Linked DNA regions of Triticum aestivum: region 1 is linked to region 2. A link is a contact called in public Hi-C data. All regions are on one chromosome and are shown on one strand. Each heading gives the region's core, a stretch centred on a gene start, on an enhancer-like site or on the middle of the called end of the contact. The rest is flanking DNA. Distances are from core to core; before and after follow the strand shown. Region 1 holds the start of LOC123121112. Region 2 holds the start of LOC123123493 (heat shock cognate 70 kDa protein 2).

Region 1 (4,497 bases), core at 1,924-4,423, 200 kb after region 2:
CTAATAATTGCACGATCCCTACACGCAGTTTCACCGTTATGACATGCACATCAACAGATGCACTCTAGGATTTGACTAGCTTCATCGTTATTCTACCCTCTCTGAAGAAAGTTTCTACCCGTGTTTCAATTTTCACACACCTAATGTAGATAAGGAAGCAGCTTGAACATATGAACTGATCAGATTCCGGAAGCAGAATACTCACCCTTTGCGGTCGGATGGCAGGGCGGGAGCTCGACCTTGGTGACAACGTGCCCCTTATTGATCCCCATGAACAGCCCGTCTTCAGCGGCACCGGCGGCATTTCAGTTCCCCTGCATGGAGCCCAAACCGTAAACTTCCCTGATCAAGTTCTGAACAAAATGAACACTCTTGGTAATTTTCTGAAATGAGAAAAAAGAGTACCAATTTTTAGAATGTTACTAGGCTGTCATTCTCAATAATCTCATCACAGAATTGCACTCCCCGCCATAGACTGAAACTTCTAACATATAGTATGTAATAACTGCACAGAATTTACAGTGAAATCTGAGGCCTGGAGATAACACACACAGAACGACTAAACTCAAACGGTAACATCAGATTTGAGCAAGAATATACAGTTATGCACCCATAGAAAATAGACGTCAGTTTTGCAGGCTGGCACCTGAACATTCTGTGTATACTTGCAAAAAAAAATGTGTGTAAATAAACTGACAAGGACTGACAACTTCTAAGTTTGCATTACTTCATATAGCATATACAATGGTTAAACGGAGAAGGCTATATGGCCACCACACACATCGTTGCTTGTCTCGCTAGTTTTGACAGCACCCACCAAGAAGCAGGCAATATCACCGCGCCTGCAGCAGCTAAACGACATATTCTCTTGTTTTTTGCAGGAAAGCTAAAAGATAGATTGGTGTGGAAATTTCATGGAAAACCATTGTGACATGTCTATGTTTGTTAAGTCACATCAACAGATAACTCCAATAATTGCACGATCCCTACACGCAGTTTCACTGTTACGACATGCACATAAACAGATGCACTCTAGGATTTGACTAGCTTCATCGTTGTTCCACCCTCTCTGAAGAAAGTTTCTACCTGTGTTTCAATTTTCACACGCCTAATGTAGAGAAGGAAGCAGCTTGAACATAAGAACTGATCAGATTCCGGAAGCAGAATACTCATTCCTTTGCGGTCGGACGGGCGGGGCGGGAGCTCGAGCTTGGTGACAACGTGCCCCTTATTGATCCCCATGAACAGCCCCGTCTTCACCGGCGGCATTTCAGTTCCCCTGCAAGGAGGCCAAACCGTAAACTTCCCTGATCAAGTTCGAAAGAGTGCCAATTTTAGAATGTTACTAGGCTGTCATTTTCAATAATCTCATCACAGAATTGCACTACCAATATTGCTTGAAACTTCTAATATAGGTAATACTTGCACAGAATTTACAGTAAAATCTGAGGCCCGGAGATAACACGCACAGACGGACTAAAATCAAACGGTAACATCAGACTTGAGAAAGAATATACAGTTATGCACCCATTGACAATAGAAGCCAGTTCTGCAGGCTGGCACCTGAACATTGTGTGTAAATAAACTGTCAAAGACTGACAACTTGTATGTTTGCATCACTTAATATAGCATACAGTGGTTAACGGAGAAGGCTATATGGCCACCACACACATCGTTGCTTGTCTCGCTAATTTTGACACCATCCACCAAGAAGCAGGCAAAACAAAATCGCCGTGCCCGCAGCAGCTAAACGACACATTCTCTTGTTTTTTTGCAGGAAAGGTAAAAGACAGATTGGTGTGGAAATTTCCAGGAACGGCCCCGTCTATGTTGCTCAAGTCACATCAACAGATAACTCCAATAATTGCACGATCCCTTTTCACCGTCACGAAAATGCACATCAACAGATGCACTCTAGGATCTGGCTAGCTTCAGCGTTTTCCCACCCTCTCTGTCTCTGAAGAACTGAATTTCTAGTCGCGTTTCAGTTTTCACACGCCTAATGTAATACATACAGTAAGCAAATTGGGCATCATTCAGAAGTGAACAAATTCCGGAAGCATGAAACTCACCCCTTTGCGGCCGGACGGGCGGGCGGGAGCTCGCTCTTGGTGAAGCCGGACCCTTGTTGATCCCCAGGAACAGCCCCGTCTTGGGCGGCGCCGGCGCCGGCGCCATTCCCCTGCACTGCACGGAGCCCAAACCCCAAACTGGATCACGTAAGAGGAAAAGAAGACGCAAGTGCAATGTCGCAGGAAGCAAGTCGGGGTCGCCTTCACCTGTAGAGCGCTCGGCGACGAGGTGGGGCAACGGCGACGGCGACGGCGACAGCTGCGGCGGCGGTGGGGTTGAGGAGAGGCCGCGAGTTGGTGGGCTGTGGAGACACTCAGGTTCGGCGATTTTAGCGAGGCAACCGCTCAGCGAGAGGGCGATTGTGGCCTGCCCCGCGCTGGGCCCGGGGCTCGCTGGTATAACCACCCCGCCACGGGGCGCGATCTGCTAAGTTTCAACTGTTCTAAAAAAAATGCTAAGTTTCAACTCTTCCTTCTTTTATTCTTTCCTTTTCCTTTTTTCCATTTTCGTTTTATGTTTCTTTCTTCTTCCTGGTTTCTTCCCTCATCGATTTATGATTTTCATAATTTTCTATGTATAGAAAATGCACCCTATGTTTTCTGCATTTGTTTCCCTTTCTTTTTTGTTTTCCTTTTTTTTTGCGTGAACTTTTTCCAAATTGATAAAAAAAATTCAAATGTAAAGAAATTTACTTTTCAAAATCATTGAACTTTTTATTACTTTTAGAGAACTATTTTTAAAAATTGATGAATTTATTTTAAATTCGATGAACTTTTTATATTTGACAAAAAAAAATTCAAAATCTATGAACTTTTTTCAATAATTGATGATCTTTTCCAGATTTTTGAACTTGTTCAAAATTGATGAACTTTTTTCAAATTGGTGAAATTTTTTCCAAAATTTTGGTGAGCATTTTTCAATTTTTGTGAACTATTTTTAAAAATTGATGAACTTTTCTTCAATAAGGCAACGTTTTTCTGCAAGTTCATAACCTTTTTCTGAATTCTGTGAAGTTTCAATTTTTTTAAAACAAAATCATGTATGAGCGGCTATAATAGTTTTAAAATTGTTAGCGCCGCATTCAGTCACTTGGAACGACATGCATTAGTGGTTAACCGAACAACTGTAGGCAGTGCAGGGCGTGTGTTTGATTCGTCGCGGGAGCGCAATTTTTCGGATTCTTTTCGCGCTTTTTATTACCATTTTGTGCGGTGCCCCTTTGTGGGGGCCCACTTGGCTGTGTAGCGGGCGTCACTTCAACTAATCGGGGCTGAAAAAGCGCTCCTCAAGGGTCACTTGGGGTGGGCTGAAAGCACGCCACGTGTTCGATTCGTCTCGGATGCGTAATTTTTGGATCCTTTTCGCGCTTTTTATTACCATTTTCTGCGGTGCCCTTTCGTGGGCTAATCGGCGCTAAAAGAGCGCTCCTTCGGCAGCCTCCCCAAGGGTCATTTGGGGTGGGCTGAGAGCGCGGTGCGCTATCAGCCGCCGCCACATGTCGCGCTCTGGGCGCTATCTTCAGATTTTGTTTTTAATTTTTTTCTGCATGCGTTTTCGGTTTTTCTCGGATTTTCTACAAGAAAGTTTCAAAAAAAATTGAGCAAAAAGCATCTTCTTTTTTCCTACTGCGAGAGGCATGGATTTACTTCTCGTGGAGGCACGGATTTGCTTCCACGAGAGACACAGCCGTGCCTATCATAAAAGGGGGGAAGACACATTTTCTTTTTTTCTTACGATGAGAGGCACAGATTTACTTCCCGTAGAAGCACGAATTTGCTTCCATGAGAGATACAATCGTGCCTATCACAAAAGGGGGGAAAACACATTTTCTTTTTTTTCTTACGATGAGAGGCACATATTTACTTCCGGTAGAGGCACGGATTTGGTTCTGCGAGACGCACGGCCGTGCCTCTCAAAAATGAAACAAAAATGCGTTATTTTCCCTTCCGCGAGAGGCATGGATTTACTTCTCGTGGAGGCACGGATTTGCTTACGCGAGAAGCACGACCAGGAAAAATGCGTCTTCTTTTTTCTTTCCTACCAGGAGAGGCACGAATTTATTTCTCGTATAGGCACAGATTTTCCTCTGCGACAGTGCCTCTCGGAAAGGGTCGCGAGAGGCACGTATTTACTTCTCGTGGAGGCACGACCGTGCCTCAAGCAAAAAGAAAAAAAACATGTTTTTTTATGACGAGAGCCATAGGTTTACTTCTCGTGGAGGCACGGATTTTCTTCCGCGAGGGGCACGGCCGTGCCTCTCGGAAATGGCAAAACGTGCCCCCGGTTTGGGTTTTTTTGTCCGTTTTTTTAGTGAAAAAAATGTTTGTTGAAACAAATCAATATTGGATCTAGTTTTGAAGATATCAACGCAAGGAATCCAAGGGTGAAAATGGTTCAAGATTTGGACGCACAGGTTAAGAGAGA
Region 2 (4,450 bases), core at 1,225-3,724:
ATCGCCATGATGTCGATGCTGTTAGGAGGCATATATGTATGCAAAGACCCATATAAAAAGACCCCAATATGGCAAGAACGTCATATTTGTTGCCTCGCTGGAGCGAACGTTCCGTTCGCTACTAGGGGAGAGGAAGATCCATTGAACGAATTTGTTCGACAGGAGAACCCCCACTGCGGGAACACCCTCCCTCATCGGCCCTACAAGCCTTTTTCTGTAGAAAATAAAAAGGAAAAATAAAGCCCAGTAGCATTAAAGCCCGGACTAGCAATAAATGTATATTTTATTCAAAATATAGGTATTTATATTTTTAAATAACCAAAATATAATTATTTTAATTAAAAATGCCACTGTTCATGTGTTTCGGGCCGGGCCGGGTCGAGCTTGGGGTTGTTGCCTCGGGCTTTGACAATCCCGACCTGAAAACTGACCCACCCCAGGGTATGATCAGGTTTAGTTCAAACCAAAAAAATGGCATCATCTTTAAAAGCAGAAATTTGCCATGGTAAAAAGTTTTCTTTTTGCAATGACCAAAATAAAAGGTCATGGCAAATTTCCATATGTACATACATGGTGGCAAGAAAATGTCGATTAAAATTTGTAAGATATTTTTAGTATATAAATGAAGACACAAAACATGTCAATTAAAATTTGTAAGGTATTTTTAGTATACCAAGCATTTCTGGATCAGTGCATGGCAATTTGAAGTAAATAAACTGAAAAATGGAGCAAAAAGGTTGGGTGAGGTGCTACCTGCAGAGAATGGAGCCAACACCGGGGCCTTGTGTAGTGCGTCGCGGTGGTGGTCGAGCTCAAGTTGGGGTCCTAGTCCTCATCCTCCTTTGATGTACTCTCATTTTACCCGAACGAGCTTTTGAGAGCTGCTGCAACCATGCTTAGGTTGGATCCCTGCAGGAGGTGGATGCGAGCTCGTGGTCGTCGCCACTGTGTTGGGGGAGTGGCAGATACATGGTGGTGGTCGTCGTCGACGCAGACCCATCCTCCCGTGGTTGCGGTCTCGCCTCTGCTAGACCTGACACCTGGCGGACGACCCCGTCACGGATCCCACGGCCATGGCACTGACCTCTAGTGGATCCCACGATCACCTCTACATCTGGGCGGCGGAGGAGCGATTGACACAGCCAGGCCGTCGACCCCGCGACGAGGGGCGCGCACACGAGCACCTCATTCGGCTTGAAAGATCGGCACAGGGACCCCTAACACCTTCGGCACGGTAAACGGCCACCACCATGCCCTCATCGCTCGCTCGACCACTGTTGACACAACGCCGTCCGCCGGATCCGATGCATGAGTCCTACCACCGCCCTCCACCGTCGAGGGGTTGATGGAGACGGCGCACGCGCATGAGCACCTCCACGGTTTCCCAATGGGTACAGGCACCCCCATGCCTTGCTTCTAAGGTCGGATGCCGATGTACCCTCGCCAAGGATCTGATGGGATTGTTGGAACACGAGCCGTCACGGTGGGTTGGAAGAGTGGAATGGGGGAAAGGAGAACACGGAGGAAGTGGGCTGGGGACGTCTCTATCTGCGCGAAAATGGTTTGCCTCTGTTAGGATTAATTTAATTCAGTAATTAGGGATAATCCTCCTTTGTACAAACCGATCGTGCGGATTGCCAGGCAACCGACGCGACGGTTCTCCCACGCCCGCACGACGGACGGGTCCTTTCAATCGCGTCCGTTCTGCTTGTATATAAACTGTGATCCTAATTCGTTCTTAAACAGCCTCCACCACAACTCCAAGCGAACGGACCGCGACTAGTGACGTGGCGAGGAGGCTTGCTGTAGGATTTGTGCGGCTAATCAGACGGCTATGAAGACGTTCGCACCCAACCCCTAAAAATCTGAGCCTTTTCGTAAGTTTTTTTGGGCTAGTGGATAGATTAAGTTTTTCGAAGGGGTCACTTGGTACAAATAATACATCGCCGGAAGCTTCTCGAGTCTGCTTCGTGGGAGGTTCACTTTTCTCAGATCTGATACTGAACCATCACATCCACGTACACAAACAGATATTTCGGGCTGGTCCGAAGTTGCAAACCATCCGATCACCATCCAACGTCTCCGGGGCGCGCAGAATAGTCCGGCCAAGATCGTGACGCCCACCGCCGACCGAAGACGCTTTCCCACTAGAGACACACACGGGTTCCCAACGGACACGCCCCCTGCCCTCCCGCGACACGCTAGAATCTGCAAAACAATCCAGCGACTCCCCCACCTCCACCCCGTGACACCGCAACACGGACCCACACGAACCTTCAAAACCGCGGGACCCATCCGCAGCGACAGAAACTACGAAACCATCACGTACGATGGTTAGGGTTCAAAGTAGCACTGCATTTATGGCGCTGAACTCTGCCAGCCGGGCCCCACCCGATGCTTGCTGGGCTGTGTATGGGCCACGCCTCCGCCGGTTCAGACAGCCGCTCCTGTATAAATAGCGGCCCCGCTCCTCGCTGCCTCCTCCTCTCCCGAGTCCGCAGCAGCCGCCGCCAGCAGCTGCGCAAAGGCTCCACAAACCCTAACCCTAGCTCCAAGCTTAGCTTCCATCTTCTCGATCTAGCTAGAGCCATGGCGCCGACCAAGGGCGAGGGGCCGGCCATCGGCATCGACCTCGGCACCACCTACTCGTGCGTCGGCGTGTGGCAGCACGACCGGGTCGAGATCATCGCCAACGACCAGGGCAACCGCACCACGCCCTCGTACGTCGCCTTCACCGACTCGGAGCGCCTCATCGGCGATGCCGCCAAGAACCAGGTCGCCATGAACCCCATCAACACCGTCTTCGGTGAGGCACCACCCCCGCTTCCCCTTCCTCACTCTGTCTGTCCAGATCTGCTTGTATGGTTGGTTTTGCTGTTAGATGCGCGCGTCGTTGACCCGTCGCTTGTCGCGAGGTTTTTGCTCGGATAGATCCGCTGAGTATGCTTGAACGAAATACGATGAGGTTTTTGTCGTTGACCCGTCGCTTGGTGCGAGTTGTTCTGCTTCGGTAGATCTGCCGAGTATGTTTCGGCGGTTAGGATGTGTGTACGGTCGTATATGTGCTATACTTATACGCTGGAGGCGAACCATGCTACTTTTTTGGTGATTTTAAGCTGCATCTCGTGGCTTTATGCGGCTAACCGGTTAGATCTGTGATGTGGTTTGGTCATGTATAATTTTATATGCCTGCTAACTTTCTTGGATCTACTTTTGAAGCTTGTGTCCAGCTTCACTTATTGTGATTGTTTCAGGGTCCTCAGCTGTGGTCCGTTTAGATCCATATATAGCTGCAGGATCCTTGCTTCTATTTTGCACTTCATATTGTGGACAAAATATCTTTTACTTAAGTCCTGTAATTTTTTTAATGGAACTAAATATCCACAGTACTACACTTCAGTGTGTGCTAGCAATTTTTTTAACTAAGGTAGTTGTCATCATTTCATTGCCAACTGCTGTTATTATTTTGCACACTTATTTTCAAAATTTTGCAAGGATCATTTATGCTAACTTTTTTGGATCTACTTTTGGATCTTGTATCTAGTTGTTCCTTTTATTACGAATGTTTTTCATGGTCCTCATTTAGATCCATACGTAGCTGTAGGATTATTAGTTTGGCTTAATAGTATGTATTTATTTCATGGGTCATACATTAATTATTAGAGAAATCACACTGTAATTGTTCTCTGTTTGAGTCAATGAGTATGGCATTTTGTGCCCCGTTTAAAAAAAAAATATTGATAGGTTGTCTCAGCTTATTGTCTGATTACTTGATATGAAGCTATATCTTATTTCTAAAAATCCAAGTTAAAGTCACGTTTTTGTTCAACATTTAAATATTGTTTCTATCTTGGTCGTCCGGAACATTTGCCCTGTTATGTAAGCCTTTAAGAATTTAGTTAGCATGTTGTGTGCACTTTTTTTTGGCAGCTACTTGCACCACTAATAACCAATTAAATTGGGATACTTTTTGGCACACGTATTTGTAACTCAATGTTATAGATGTTAAATTGGTCATCATTTATTGCTCGTCTGGATTAATCCTTCTTTGTCTTCATTATTCTGTATCCATTCTATAGAAGAATTGTTTTGTGTTCTGTGTGAACGAGTGCTGACATTTCTGAGCCGTTAGGAAGCATGCTAACTCAATACTGAATTAGTAATTAGTTTACTTGTATAGATCCTGAATCCTGTAAATTATGAAGTTCCACCCAATACTACTGCTTATAGCTGCCATATATATACCTAGCGTTTTATTACTGTTTTATTATTATCATATTGTACCTGGGTGCAATTATGTGCAAGTTATATGTGGTCACTGGATTGCATGTAACTCTGTACATGCTTCCACTTGTGAACCAAGTACAAGTAAGGTTCACGTAGCTTCTTGAACCTTAGGGAAAAGCCGCATAACACCATTAACTTGAAAACCACTTATCTTATCCCAGAA

Evidence for each region. Hi-C and Micro-C count contacts between places; a contact is called where the count stands out from the background.
Region 1: a Hi-C map of leaf shows a contact between it and region 2, with 2.8 times the contacts expected there. The contact joins the promoter of LOC123121112 here to the promoter of LOC123123493 in region 2. A contact is called at or near these places in 3 of 5 Hi-C or Micro-C datasets (all in leaf) and 1 of 1 datasets of contacts at active chromatin or transcription factors (leaf).

What each region holds. Positions count from the first base shown.
Region 1 is chr5D:529,248,832-529,253,328 of IWGSC CS RefSeq v2.1, forward strand. It overlaps LOC123121112, which reads right to left and starts at 3,174. Exons shown (of 7, transcript XM_044541043.1): 1 at 3,163-3,174; 2 at 2,280-2,496; 3 at 2,073-2,187; 4 at 1,087-1,279; 5 at 406-505; 6 at 206-314. The coding sequence starts at 3,174. The coding sequence ends at 485.
Region 2 is chr5D:529,054,454-529,058,903 of IWGSC CS RefSeq v2.1, forward strand. It overlaps LOC123123493 (heat shock cognate 70 kDa protein 2), which reads left to right and starts at 2,475. Exons shown (of 2, transcript XM_044544010.1): 1 at 2,475-2,806. The coding sequence starts at 2,590.